Linked DNA regions of Pan troglodytes: region 2 is linked to region 1. Evidence: chromatin contacts called from public HiChIP or PLAC-seq data. All regions are on one chromosome and are shown on one strand. Each heading gives the region's core, a stretch centred on a gene start, on an enhancer-like site or on the middle of the called end of the contact. The rest is flanking DNA. Distances are from core to core; before and after follow the strand shown. Region 1 holds the start of DNAJC5B (DnaJ heat shock protein family (Hsp40) member C5 beta). Region 2 holds the start of RRS1 (ribosome biogenesis regulator 1 homolog).

Region 1 (7,593 bases), core at 3,617-6,116:
AAAAGTTTTCTGAGACAGAGACTCACTGGTAAAGTTAGACCAATATTAGCAGCAGTCTTTGGGAATGTAGGTCTTCACAGTGTGTCTCATGTTTGGTTTAAAGCACTTCCAAAATATCAGACAGTTATGTCTGAATGGAATCACACAAATGTATCACGAAGTCAAATATAATTTTTTTTTTTTTAGTTTCTAAAATGTGTGGGTTCTTGTTCCTATATATAACTTTCTGTTCTTCACAGAAGAGCCACATAGAAAGGGCAGGCATTGGTCTTATAGGGATCACCTTATAGGATCTAAACCAATACATGCCTTACACTTTACTTACAATACAGCATAAAATGCCTCTGCTAATGACTTGAGCATTGTGTTTCTTGGATCTGTGATCACTTATTATTTTAACCTTTCAAAGCCAATAGTTTTAGAGCATTCAACTCAAACTACTTTTATTGGCCTGGAAATGTTTTATTGCAGTTTGGCTGACATTTTCTTTTAATAATGTCATTAGCACTCCTTAAAAATGAATTCTGTTGGGGTATATAGTACTACCTTTGTTTTGAGAAAATGTTATGATTTTGTTTGTACATGAGGTGGGTCCCATAGCTACAAACATTAGCAATATGTTTCTGATTCAACAGAAAGATCTTTCTGATTCTACAGGCACGCTTCCATTTCTATTAAGCATAAATAGTTTGGTTGGTAAAAAGACCCGAATTTAGATGTACTTTTTCAGAATTAAGTTGAATTCTCAACATCTTTTAAGAGGGAGTCCAGCTTCAGAGTCACTAGGCTTAATTAAAATCTCTAGCACTTAGTCAGTTTATATGCCTTACCTGTTTTGTAGGTTTAGCTCTCGTAACTGTTGTTATGCTGACACTGGTTTCCAGTGGGTCACTGAAATCAAATTAATGCAGGCCTCTGAAAAGTCAGACATCAATTGTGTTCATTCATTAAGATTCCCATATTTTAAAAGGTACAAAATAAGGAAGTGATTCTGTTTAACCTTGAAGTATCCTGAATGGATGGACATAGACTACGAGCATTTTAGTGGAAAAATAAAAATTATTTGTAAGAAAAATCCTAAAGAACAAAAACCAAAAGCAAAATAAGAACAAAATTCCTTTCTATACCAATTCTTTTCTGAATACGTAAAGACTCAAGGTCCAAACTCCATTTCCTAGGCCTTTGGAAATGCCTTTAGAGCGTACTCAATACTGTACATTCTGTACTACTATCGAGAGCACTCTATACTGTACATTCAATTTCTTGGTCCAAGTGCGGTAGTTCTCAAAGTCTGGTGTCCACCATCAGGCCTAGGAACCTGCTAAAAGTGTCAAGTCTTGAGCCTCACTCTAGACATCCCAAACTAGAAACTTGATGGGTGGGGCCTGCAATTTGTGTTTTAACAAGTCCTCAGCCGGGCGCGGTGGCTCACTTCTGTAATCCCAGCACTTTGGGAGGCCGAAGCGGGTGGATCACGAGGTCAGGAGTTCAAGACCAGCCTGGCCAAAATGGTGAAACTCCATCTCTACTAAAATTACAAAAAATTAGCTGGGCGTGGTGGGGGGTGCCTGTAAGCCCAGCTACTAGGGAAGCTGAGGCAGAGAATTGCTTGAACCTGGGAGACGGAGGTTGCAGTGAGCTGAGATCGTGCCACTGCACTCCAGCCTGGGCAACAGAGTGAGACTCCATCTCAGAAAACAAAACAAACGAACAAACAACAAAAACAAGTCCTCCAGGCACTCTTTGGTTTGCTCTAAAGTTTGGGAACTTCTGGCCTAGAGCATTGTTCTCAAGTATTTGTGTACACCTACACCACAAGCTCCTGGAGAAGCTTGACTTAACATGAGTCTCTCACTCAGGCCGTGAGATTTGGAGGCAGTAAATGCAGGAAGCTGTGTGGGAATCTGCATATATATATATATATGAAGTAGGTGATTCTGGTGCAGGTGGTCTGTAGAACACAATTTGAGAAATTCTGCCTTGAAGTGGAATTTAAGTGTTGACAAAATTAGCATTTCCCCCCACAAAATCCTCCTCCATAACTAAGCAAAAACCTTTGAACTCTGACTTACAAATATCTATAGCTTTCACTTAGCCTGCAGAGTGCCTGCTTCTGAAGAGCTATGCAGGCTTCCCTCATCACTGCCATAGGGGACTGAAGCTTCTGTGTGCTCCAGGTGTGAGGCTTTGCCTGCCTCTGCTACAGGTGTGCACCTGTTTCAACACAGGGATGTATGCTCAAAGGATGCGGCATAACCCACACCTCCACAGAATGTACAGTATTGAGTATGCTCAGCCAAGACAAAACACAAGGAAAGATGTCATTTTTATTTGCCCTGAGATGATAGCTGGAGGAAGACTGCATTGAGCAAAGAGGTTTGATCCCTGCATATCCTGCCAGAGGAATACCCTGTTCTAAGCAAGGTGACCTTTCAAGCAAGTTTTGAGAATTACTGATTTAGTATGCAAGGTATGCATAAATATATCTAACTGTGATTTGGGGTCAGACACACACTGCATATCTTTTTTCCATTGAACCTTTTATAGATCAGAGGTAAAAAAAGAGATTTTTTAATGCAGAAAGGTGAAGTTTGTGATGGCAAAAAAAAGGGATTACTTGTGATTTTATTAAATCAGTCATATGTTTTCTTCAAGGTATTGGGACCAAATTCATGCATTAATAACATTACTTTGTTTTCATTGTATTTGTTTTTATTGTCATCTGACATTTAAGGCAATTAATACTGTATTTCTACTTATGTTAATAATAAAAAATACCTTTAAATAATTTTATTCCAGTAAAATGTATGAATTAATTTAAAGGAAAATGTTAAGTAAATATTAGTGCAGATGGCAATATTCTGAAGATGCCACATGAATAATCAAAGTGTGGGAAACCCTGACATTATTTTCTTGAGTTCAGCATAATCCATTTTACCACTTTTCCAATGCTGAGCTTCATATATGTTTTCTGTTATAAACAGTGCTTCAAAAAACCTCTTGTAGCTAAATATTTTTCATATCCATAATGGTTCTCTTAGGAGAATTCACAGATGTGGAATTGTTGGAAGAAAGGGCAATAATTATATTATTTTAAAGTTTAAAATTAGTGTCCATTAACCATTTCCCTAAGATTTTATGAAGACATTTAGGAAGTTAGTAAAGCAGTATTTATGACCTATGGGAATACTTTCTTCCTTGTTACTCAAAGGGTTGCTTAAGGCAGTGGCCTTCAAGTGTGTTCTGGGACCAAATGACAATTTCTCCCCAACCAGCGAAGCCCTGTGGTGGGGAAAAGGCTTGGTGGAAGATCTGGTTTGTAGTTAATGTTAAGTAACCTTTCCACTTAATTAGCTTTGTGATCTCGTGCAAGACACAACTTCTCTAAGCTATAATTTTCTCATCCAGAAAATTATACTGAAAATAATACTTTGTTTATCTCACCAAGTTGTGAAGATTAAATAGAGTGATATGTGTGAAAATAGCTTGTAAATGAAGCATGATGTAAAATGTTATTGGTATTATGAAAGCCCAATATATGTTCTCCTCTTGAGAGATTCTTAAAGCACAATTCTCTGACTTCACAGATACGTCGTCTGATGCAATACAGATACTTTTTAGTATCATATGGGGTTAGCGTCTAGAAAAAGTGAAGGGTATGAAATAATGAAGAATGAAATTCCAGTGAGACTCTATTTCTTTACAGATTGCTCCTCCCTGTCCCTTACTCAACACTAGAACCTGGTATAGCGCTGTAATCAATACTGTGTGTGTGTGTGTGTGTGTGTGTGTGTGTGTGTGTGTGTGTGTGTGTGTGTTTTAGACAAGGTTTCATTCTGCCGTCCAGGCTGGAGTGCAGTGGTGCAATCTCGACTCATTGCAGCTTTGATATCTCGGGTTTAAGCGATCATCCCCTGTCAGCCTCCTGAGTAGTTAGAACTATAGGCACGCACAACTACGCCCAGCTAATTTTTGTATTTTTTGTAGAGATGGGGTCTCACTATATAGCTCGGGCTGGTCTCAAACTCTTGGGCTCAAGTGATCCTCCCACCTCAGCCTCCCAAAGTGCTGGAATTACAGGCATGAGCCATCTCGCCCTGCCAACACTAACTCTGGACTTTCATTTGAGCTTTGCTGCTTATCATCAAATCTCAATGAAAACATTAGTTGCTCAGAAGTCACCTTACTTGTTAATCTGGAAATGGTCTGGTGGCTCAGGATTTCTGAGTCTGGGCTGGGACCAGAGCCAGCTACTCCTGGCACCTGTGTTGCTGGGGAAACATGATCTTCACCGAGACTCTGTTCTCTTCCCATAATGTACATTATCCAAATGGTCTCTTGTTGTGGGTGGATTCGGGTAAAAATTGTCTGATGAGCTACCAGAAAACTGTGATGTGGACAAACTCCAGAGAGTAGAACAAGATCTGAGTGCAGCATGGTCAGAATGGCAGGGGCTGACACTGAGGGCACCTGGGCTCTAGAATCAGATCTGCCACTTCACCACGTGGGGCCTCAGTTTCCTCATCTGTAAAAAAAAGAAAGGAGTTAGATGAGAATCTGGTCACTAGCCGGTCTTCTAGGTCTCTCCCCACAGTTAAGATCCCATAATTCTGTAGGTCAGTTTATGACCTGCAAAGGGATTCTTCCCTGAGGGCCCTCACAAGGTTTCGAATGGCAGAGCAAATGGAAATGGGGGAATGTCCTTCCCAACCTCCCACCGTGGGCAGGAGAGGAAGTGTTGTCCAAGAGGGCCTCAGCTGGACCATCTGGAGGAGCGAGGATTCCACTCTGTGACATCACAATATCCAGCCCAGGTTTGACCTTGACAACCGGGAAGGAGAAATAACAGGAGGCGCAGTTACTGATATAGCCAAGGTGGGACACTACTGGAGGGAGCTAGAAGGGATCAGCCAGCCATGCCTCCAGTTCAGGTACTTGGCATTGCTAAGCTCAGAACAGGACTTGCCAGTGTCTAAATGAAAAAGAGGAGAGATCTCAAGGTGAGTGTGTCTCCAAGCTTAAGAAGAACAGTATAAGCACAGACGGCGTGTGCCCCAGCTGCGTTAGGGTAATGTAAGGTTCCACACGAGCAGAAGCAGAGCTGGGCGCATCTTGCCAACAGCCAGGCTGCTTGCCATGAAGCCGGACGGTGAGGACATTTCCGAGTCTGTAGTCCACTTGTGCTGCTGGTGATATATTTCTATTTAGAGGTTTTTTTCTTTCAATAGCCCCTCCCCGGATGACAGGGTAGAGTAAACAAAAATAAGTTAACTAAGGAAGTATTTTAATAGAAGCCAGTACAAAAACAAACAAAAGTAATAAAAGGTGCAAAGTTGTATTATGGGTTAGCAAGCAAGACTGACTCTAAGGTCAAGTTTTGAAAGTTCAAATCTTGAAAGGCAAAAGGATACCCCTATAAAGAGTAAAAGAGAAGGGCCTTTTGGTTGAGAAGTAAGTAAAACAGCTCTGCTGGAACATATACCGGACCCCCCACCCCGCCCCCAGCAACTTCTGCCAGTGAAATCATTGCTGGGGATGCGGACAGTTCTGTTTTCTTTACCTTGCCTTGGGGTTTTGGCTTCTACAACACTTGTTTCTTCCTGGAGTCTTGGGGCCCTGAGAGGCTCTGAGTGACGGCAAAGAACTGTTCTGTTTACCAGTGGGGCGGAGCACGGGGCCAGCGCCAGGCCCTGACTCATCCCCATGTGGACTCCCTTGGGTCTTAGCACACTGCAACCCCGGAGTTGGAGCACAGGACAGCTCAGGCAGGCACGCTGAGCTCTGCCTGCAAGGTCAGAGTTGATGGCGATGCTCCCTCAGTGGGAGTAAGAGTCCATGTTCTGACAGGTAGGTCAGTTACCCACAGGGGACCCCAACAGCCATCGACAAGAAGAGGAGGAGATGGATTCTCTATCCACAGGACACAACTCTAACTCTCCTTGGCCTCCAACACATCACGAATAAATATATCACAGCAGTAAGGTCAATACTCTCACACTCTATGAAAGTAGTAATAGTCCCCAAAGCATGTAAAACTGAGAGATCCAGATAAAAGCAAAATATACTTGCACATAAACTTTATAGCACACATTCAACTTCTGTACAGAAGTCACTGTGATTTTCACAATTAGGTTATGATCTAATCATAACCACTTAAGACCTTGAACATTAAAATCTCATTGGCCCAGTTTTTAGGCTTCCTTCATTGATAGCCATTGAAAACTAAGTTTAAGCTGAACCTCAGATAATACCCACAAAACACAGAATGTCCTAACTCATCTCCATTTGCATTTATTGACTGTAACATTCCCTGACCCTTGTGTTAGTCACATGCTGCTGCAGCCTGTCACATACTGCAGAATTTTAGAGTCGGAGGGGAACTAGAAGATCATCCATTCCACAGCTTCGTTTCCAGGAGAAACCACACAGAGAAGTGTCTCAGCTAAGGGTATCAGGCTAGTTAGTGCTGGGGACTAAAGTTTAAGCCCCCTCACTCTTAGCCTGGTGGCCTCTCCAATACACTCTGCCCCACAATGAATGAATGTATTGGTTCATATTTGAACTAACTCTTTGATTTTCTAAGTTAGAATATTCTAAAAGGAGGAAATCTCATTTATCACCTTGGTGTGGTTATTGGTAAAAGCAGATATTCTCCTAGCCTCTGCACCTCCATACAAAATAAGCTTTGGTCAATGACAAGAAAAAGCACCGAAGAACCCATTCAAAACACTGAGATAACAGTGAAAATAAATCCAGGGAAATTGACTAGCTACTGTAAATTGAGGGCTGATTAGAAGTAATCCTTTTTTTCTTAAAAAAAGTATACAATTTACCAGATTTTTACTTTATAATAAATATACGGTCTTCCTGTGGCCTTGTCTTTTCCTGTTTAGGTAGATAATACTTTGTTTATGAATGTGTGTGTGTACACCCTTGAATGTACAGATGAGTAAACACTTTATCTGGCAGGTGTGGGGCTGGCTATTACATCCATCCGTGGTATCCGACCTACACTTACTTACCTAATATATCTTCTATATGAGCCTTCTGTGACTTATCCCATGAATTAATATTCTATTTGGAATTAACATGATAGTGTAGGAGGAGCCTCCTTAGACTTGTCCAGGGTTTGACATACATGAAGCTATATATGTCTTGCATCCGTAATTAATCTGCAAGTTTGAGCCCAGGCAGTCCCTGGGTGCAGGTAGTCAGCGTTTTTCCAATTAAATTCATTGCAAATGTACTAATATCAGCCCAAAGATCCAAATTCTGAAAGAAAATGAAATGAAATGAAGAATTTTTAAATATAAATAGAGACCTAACTTTTATAGTCATCAGCGCCATCATTAACCTTAGAGATGTCTGGTAAGTATTTTCTAGGCCATTAGATTGTTTTTTAGCCAACTAAAATGTGTACTTCCTGTAAGGATTTTCCATATGTTTCTGGTATTACATGCAGGTTGCCTTTAATAAAAGATAATTATGAAGCAATTACCAACAAGAAGGAGCATAAGAAAGAGCATTCCATCATGGCATAGGCTTTAAACAGTTGTTGTAATAACTTTCAGCTTCCTTATTAATTTTAAAAGT
Region 2 (7,593 bases), core at 3,759-6,258, 410 kb after region 1:
CATCAATTTTACTATCCTAAAATCCAATGTTCTTTATAGGTGAATGTACAATATTTCATCGTTTTTCTATCTGCTTCTACATTAACTACACAAAATGCTGTATCTTCTTTGTTCCTCTTTAAAATAAAATAATAAACTTTTAGTACAGGTTTCTCACTAAGACTGAAATACATAAATACAAGTTTTGTCTATGATTAAGAAATTTTTTTCCTTTAAGTACTTCCAAATTAAAATCACAAATCAGTAAAAATGAGCCATGTGGAAATAACGTAAGCATTTCAAGGGCCCTTTTCTCCTATTTTATCAAATTACTGGCACATTGAATTTCCTAGACAAAAATACTTTTATAAACTATGTTCACAGCAGGATTAAAGAATGGTTGAATCATCCCTAACAATTTCCGCTACCAAAAAGAGGCAACAGAAAAAACAGACATTTAGAAAGTAAATCCAAGTTAATGTGGCATCAAAGAATGAAAAGGAAATTTCTTACAAAAATGTTTTACTGACCAAAGTAGTTATGTTTTGAGGGAACATGAAAGGTATTGCTTTCATGGCTTTAACCTTCTTATTCCTGCTTTGGGAAAAACTCTCCCTTCCAGGTTCACTTTACAATAATTGCTGCTTTTTCTGCCCTGCACCTCACCTCACTTTTCCCTTTCTTGAGGAATGTTCTTAAGGCTCTAGAGAGAGCTAAGATAGAAAATAAGCGTGGGAAAGAAATACTTGGAAAACAAGCATAAGGAGGACTATCATGACATGTGACTACAAAAAAAGTTGCTTGGGGCCAGATCATAAACATCCAAGACCAAGAATAGTCATTATTTCATTAAGGAGAAAGGAGAGTCTTTGAGAAGAGTGATTTGGCCAGATGCACAAAAGGTAAAGCTTCAGGACTGCCCTGAAAAGAGTATGGAAGCAGGAAATGTTGGGATGCTCCTAGGATGGTTCCCAGGATATCAGTCAGGGCAGCAAACAGGCAGTGGTCAAGCTGGGTAATTTAAGAAAGATAAACAAAGAATACTTGCAGAGATGTGGGCAGTTTAAGGAAACTGACAATAACGGTAGTGCTGCATTAGCAGAGAACTATAATCACTCCTAGGCCTGCAGCAACCAAGGGAGCAGCTAGAGGAGCAGGAGGAAGATGGCTGCATGGACAGGGCTACCTGATGGGAGCTGTGGCCTTTTGATGGACTTTTGATGGCAATCTGCATACGTGCCCTCACTCTCTTCATGCCTTCTGATCTTCTGTCACTGCCCCTGCTGGCCAAACCCAGTTGGAAGCCAGGGACAGAGTGGAGAAAGAATATGGAGAAGCAGATGAAAGAGATCCAGTCTAGGAAAATAGTGGCAAGGTCATGGCAGTGGGAATGGAAAAGGTACAATATAGAGATAAGCCAAACAAGACTTTTACATTGATTGGATTTGGAGATAGGAAGAGAAAAGTCAAGGATGATGTCATAGTTTCAAGCCCAAGCTCTAGACTAGAATGATGATAACATCAACTCAATGCCGGCATAGTGCCTCAGGCATCAAAGGCCTTCTATAAACATTTCCTGGGAGAATAAGAGGGGAGGGATGGATGGATGGATGGATGGATGGATGGATGGACGGACGGACGGACGGACGGACGGACGGACGGATGAAGGAGAAGCAAATCTGGGAGATGATGATGTGTTATGTCGTTTTAGCCATATTGAGTTTAGAATATGGCGGAAAAGCCCAGTAGGTAGTTGAAGATTAAATCCTAGAGCTCTGAAAAAGAAAGAAAAATGTACCTGTAAGAACCAGCTGCACAAAAGTGGTAGCTGGCACCATGCAAGTGGATGACATGTCACAGGGAGCACATAGAGAGAAAAAGTGGGATCTGATGACCAAACTTAGGATCTCTCTGTATTTACGGGATATAAGGAAGAAGGGAAACCAACAAAAGAAAAAGACAATATATACCACCATTTGCTGTACTATTAATATATATTCATATATATTTATACATCTCTGGTGGGCCTCCTTTTTCTTTTTTTAATGAAGGAGGTTTTTATTTATTTATTTCAGAATCAGGAGACGCTCTGTTGCCCAGGCTGCAGCGCAGTGGCACCATCACAGCTCAGTGTAACTTCAAACTCCTGGGCTCAAGGGAGCCTTCCTCGGCCTCCTGAGTAGCTGGGACTGCAAACGCATGCCACTACAGCCAACTAATTTTTTTACTTTTTGTAGAGACAGGGTCTCACCATCTTATTCACGATGGTCTCAAACTCCTGGTCTCAAGGGATCTTCCCGCCTTGGCCTCCCAATGTTCTGAGATTACAGGTGTGAGCCACCACGCCTGGCCAGAGCCTGCTTTCTCTGGACACTGTATAGTCTTGCCTAAAATAAGAATGATACAAATGCAACCTGGAGACCACAACTTACCCACTTACCTCAGTAAGATTTTTTTTAAGCCCGAAATCCCAATCTTACTGTTTTTGCTCACCTTGAATCTAACACAATCAATAGTAATAACCTTTAATTAGATAACCCTATAATGCTTATGCTTTTAAACAATCATTTTATTGAATGCCTAATATGTGCCCAGCACTATGTGGAAGTAAAAATCAGTCTCTAGTCTTCAAGGAAATTAAAATCAGTTTAGACTATAAAAAACCACTGAATATGGCTGGGCACGGTCGTTCACGCCTGTAATCCTACCACTTTGAAAGGCCAAGGTAGGTGGATCACTTGAGCTCAGGAGTTTGAGACCAGCCTGGGTTACATGGCAAAACCTGGCTCTACAAAAAATACACACACACACATGCACACAAACAGCCAGGTGTAGTGGCACGTGCCTGTAGTCCCAGCTACTTAGGGGGCTGAAGCAGGAGGTCCACTTGAACCCAGGAGGTTGAGGCTGCAGTGAGCCAAGATCGTGCCACTGCACTCCGGCCTGGGTGACAAAGTGAGACCCTGTCTAAAAAAAAAAAAAAAAAAACTGAACATAAAACAGAGTTCAATTAAGAGCTGACCTGTATGATCCAGATCATACCATTTAACACTTGTCAACCTATGCTCTTTTTTTCCCAATTCAGAAGATTGACAGAGAAGCTAACTCCTACATAACTGGTACTTCCTATTAAAGGTCCAATGACGTTACATTATATAGTCAATTTCTTTTTACCTTTCTTCCCCAGTATTCCATAAGGTCTCAGTTATCTTTGCACCTAGTGTCTGGCACATGGTAGCCATTCAATTAAATGTTTGTCAAGTGAATGAATGAATGAGAAACCAAGCCAAGCCCATAGCAGTCATATCAATACACTCAACTCTCTCCTATGGCAAATCCCAAAGGTTTAAGGCTCAAGGCAGTTAGCTAATATGGTCTTTGACCTAGCCTTGGCTACATGGGATGACTGATGTTAAAGCCTTGATGCTGAATGTTAAAGTAGGTTCAAGGGAAAAAAAAAAAAACAGCAAATTCTAAAATGCTTCTGGATGAGAAAGGCTAGCACAATGCTGAAACTAAACTGAGTCTATTTGCTAATTGCTATTAAGTTAATTTCATTGGTTAATTCTCCAGCATAACCCCCTCTAGGATAAACCTGGCCCCCAGTGAAAGGAAGATAAACCCTGTAAACCACGCAATCAACAGTGCCTCTGATACTCAAATGTACATCCTAGTCACCTACAGATCTTATTAAAATAAAGGTTCTGATAAATTACATCTAGAGTGAGGCCTGACGTTCTGCATTTCCAACAAGCTCCCAGGGGATATTATGCTGCTGGTATGCAGACCACACTTTAATGAGTATCAAGAGCTTGGACGACATTGCAGAGAATAGATCTACAGACTTAAAACCAGAGTTAAGATATCTCTTGTTCTTATATTCCCTAACTGCATAACTTTAGATAAGTCATTTCACCTCTCTGAGCCCTCCTTGTTTCATCTGTGAAAATAATATAGTTAATACAATAATTAATAACATAGTTAATACTAATAGCTAACACATACTGAGTTCTTACCATGTAGCAGAAACTAATGTTTTATGTTTGTCAATTTATAAATAAGGCTTAGATCAAACATTCTCTCCAAGTAATGGTGACCTGATACCTGATTGCAGGCCGTTTGACTCATACTTAACACCATGTAGCACTTACCTCCCAGAGCCTATGAAAATGAAATAATAATCGGTATTTGGCTAATTTGTACTGAGTACTCATACGCTCCAGGCCCTCGTTTAACCCTCCCTTGGACGATATTAACTCATTTATCTTATAACCACCCTAGGAAGTATTATTATCATTATCTCGCAGGCCTTAAAATGTCCTCAACAAGTAAAATTGCTGAAGGAACAACAGTGGCACAGTCAGGATTGGAACCCAGGCAGTGTAACTGCAGAGCATGGCTTAGTTTCAGCATTGTACTAGATTAATTGAACTAGACTAGGTTCTGTAACTGCAGAATCCCGGAGCTCCAAGTCAGCTAGCTCACTAGGGTCGGTGCACACCCGCGCCCACTCGGGGTGGCTTCATTGCCAGTGACTCCCAAAACAAAACGAATCTTCTACAATTAGCTCTATGTGTATCTTTGGGATGTCATCTTTCTCGGGCCACAACTAGGAACCCTGAAAGCCGATTATGACTCCAGTGAAACTATTTGGCCCTAAGAAGGGTGATTGTCTAAACATCTTCACAACGGATTTACACTGAAATTGTAACACGCACTTGATTGGAACCCCACACCACAGGCAGTCCCAGGAATTTGTACCCGCCCCGGTCCCGGACCGCGCCCCTGGACAAACCCTCCGGCCCGCCCCTCCGGATTGAGCCCCAAGACTGTCCCCGGACCACCATCCTAAGACCACTCCCTGAACTGCCCCCCGCCCAAGACCGCCCCCCGGGACCGCCCTCTCTAGACCGCCTGCGAGACTGTCCCCGGACCGCCCCCTGGACCGCCCCCTAGGCGGCCCCCCGAGCTGTCCCTGGACCGCCCTCTAGACCGCCTCCCGCCCCGCTGCATCCTGGGAATCGTAGTCCCAATCCTGCTCTGGAACTAGCCGTGCGGCCTGCTCGGGCCAGCTCCGCCTCTATCTGGCGCCAGCCTAAAGGTCCCGCTTCTAATCCCATCATCTCTCCATACCGCCCTCTGCCGGCCTTTCCTCTGGTCGCCCGGATTGCGAGCCGCTTCCGGGCGCTCCGGAAGCGAACCTTTCTTTTCCGGATTGGGCATCCCGGCATCTGCACGTGGTTATGCTGCCGGAGTTTGGGCCGCCACTGTAGGAAAAGTAACTTCAGCTGCAGCCCCAAAGCGAGTGAGCCGAGCCGGAGCCATGGAGGGCCAGAGCGTGGAGGAGCTGCTCGCAAAGGCAGAGCAGGACGAGGCAGAGAAGTTGCAACGCATCACGGTGCACAAGGAGCTGGAGCTGCAGTTTGACCTGGGCAACCTGCTGGCGTCGGACCGGAACCCCCCGACCCGGCTGCGGTGCGCCGGACCCACGCCGGAGGCCGAGCTACGGGCCCTGGCGCGGGACAACACGCAACTGCTCATCAACCAGCTGTGGCAGCTGCCCACGGAGCGCGTGGAAGAGGCGATAGTGGCGCGGCTGCCGGAGCCCACCACACGCCTGCCGCGAGAGAAGCCTCTGCCCCGACCGCGGCCACTTACACGCTGGCAGCAGTTCGCGCGCCTCAAGGGCATCCGTCCCAAGAAGAAGACCAACCTGGTGTGGGACGAGGTGAGTAGCCAGTGGCGGCGGCGCTGGGGCTACCAGCGCGCCCGGGACGACACCAAAGAATGGCTGATTGAGGTGCCCGGCAATGCCGACCCCTTGGAGGACCAGTTCGCCAAGCGGATTCAGGCCAAGAAGGAACGGGTGGCCAAGAACGAGCTGAACCGGCTGCGTAACCTGGCCCGCGCGCACAAGATGCAGCTGCCCAGCGCGGCCGGCTTGCACCCTACCGGACACCAGAGTAAGGAGGAGCTGGGCCGCGCCATGCAAGTGGCCAAGGTCTCCACCGCCTCTGTGGGGCGCTATCAGGAGCGCCTCCCCAAGGAGAAGGCGCCCCGGGGCTCCGGCAAGAAAAGGAAGTTTCAACCCCTTTTCGGGGACTTTGCAGCCGAGAAAAAGAACCAGTTGGAGCTGCTTCGTGTCATGAACAGCAAGAAGCCTCAGCTGGATGTGACGAGGGCCACCAATAAGCAGATGAGGGAGGAGGACCAGGAGGAGGCCGCCAAGAGGAGGAAAATGAGCCAGAAGGGCAAGAGAAAGGGAGGCCGGCAGGGGCCTGGGGGCAAGAGGAAAGGGGGCCCGCCCAGCCAGGGAGGGAAGAGGAAAGGGGGCTTGGGAGGCAAAATGAATTCTGGGCCGCCCGGCTTGGGTGGCAAGAGAAAAGGAGGACAGCGCCCAGGAGGAAAGAGGAGGAAGTAATAGTTTCTAACTGTCGGACCCGTCTGTAAACCAAGGACTATGAATACTAAATGTTAAGTTCTAGGCAATTGTACGGGGACTCAGAAAGACCTGGCCGCTGCCTTCATTGAGTTTAAAGGGGCAGGATTGCCCTTCCCTCAAGAAAGTATGTAAGTGTTGGACTGCACAAATTAATGTTTTTCCCACAACCGAGACTTTGGAGATTAAGAACTTATTTGAGGATTTAAGAATTAGGGAAATAATTTGGTGGAAACCGGGAATGAGTTCTATTCTTAAACAGCCTTTTTTTTTTCTTTTTAATGTTGGATATACGGTGAGGTAGAGTTGGCCATATTTCAGAGACTTAGATTGACGTATATGTTTCTGCATTATTTTTACAACAAGTTTGTGTATCAGAGCGGGAGTGCGGGGGAGGGAAAGAAAACAGTTTCAGAATTGAATAGGCAAGTGACTGTTTTAAAGATTAAGTAAGAAAGATGTCTTATCTAGTGTGACTTTTAACTTTCTGACTACTGGGTAGAAATTGTACTTGAAGCCAGTTACCTGGATACCTGGTACAGATTATTTTTGTTTACTTTCTGAAAAACACAAAGCAGGCCGTGCGCAGTGGCTCACTCCTGTATAGTCCCAGTACTTTGGGAGGCCGGGGCGGGCGGATCACCTGAGGTCAGGAGTTCGCGACCAGCCTGGCCAACACAGTGAAACCCCATCTCTACTAAAAATAAAAAAATTAGCCAGACATGGTGGCTGGTACCTGTAGTCCCAGCTACTTGGGAGGCTGAGGCAGGAGTATCGTTTGAACCTGGGATGCGGAGGTTGCAGTGAGCCCAGATCATGCCACTGCACTCCACTCCAGCCTGGGCAACAGAGGAAGGGTCCATCTCAAAAAAAAAAAAAAAAAAAAAAAAAGTTCAATTATAATGGTTTCAGTGATACAACTTTTAAACTTATACTTCTTTTGGTATCAAATATAATATTCAAAGTAGTAAAACTGATGTCTGTTTTTTAAAAATATTTTATGCCTTTCAACACTGAACACATGGATTTCCTGTAAATGATCAATTTGGGCTTCTTTGACTAATGGTAATAATCCTCATTAATCCAGAAAACACTTAAATCTTTCTCTACGTTTATATCCCCAGTTGTTTGTGTGTGTGTGTTTGTTTTTAAGCTTGACGTCAGGTATAGTTTTG

What was found. HiChIP or PLAC-seq counts read pairs in DNA pulled down with a chosen protein or histone mark.
Region 2: a contact with region 1 is called in an H3K4me3 HiChIP or PLAC-seq map of stem cell-derived excitatory neurons, with 7 times the contacts expected there. The contact joins the promoter of RRS1 here to the promoter of DNAJC5B in region 1. A contact is called at or near these places in 3 of 7 Hi-C or Micro-C datasets (blood and induced pluripotent stem cells), 1 of 1 datasets of contacts at active chromatin or transcription factors (stem cell-derived excitatory neurons) and 1 of 1 other capture datasets (stem cell-derived neural stem cells).

The regions. Positions count from the first base shown.
Region 1 is chr7:74,661,839-74,669,431 of NHGRI_mPanTro3-v2.0_pri, forward strand. DNAJC5B (DnaJ heat shock protein family (Hsp40) member C5 beta) reads left to right here and starts at 4,867. Exons shown (of 6, transcript NM_001246535.1): 1 at 4,867-5,000. LOC104007631 (a long non-coding RNA gene) reads right to left here and starts at 5,631. Exons shown (of 5, transcript XR_001720219.3): 1 at 5,561-5,631; 2 at 4,188-4,525; 3 at 831-891.
Region 2 is chr7:75,074,018-75,081,610 of NHGRI_mPanTro3-v2.0_pri, forward strand. It overlaps RRS1 (ribosome biogenesis regulator 1 homolog), which reads left to right and starts at 5,009. Exons shown (of 1, transcript XM_016959530.4): 1 at 5,009-7,541. The coding sequence starts at 5,303. The coding sequence ends at 6,400.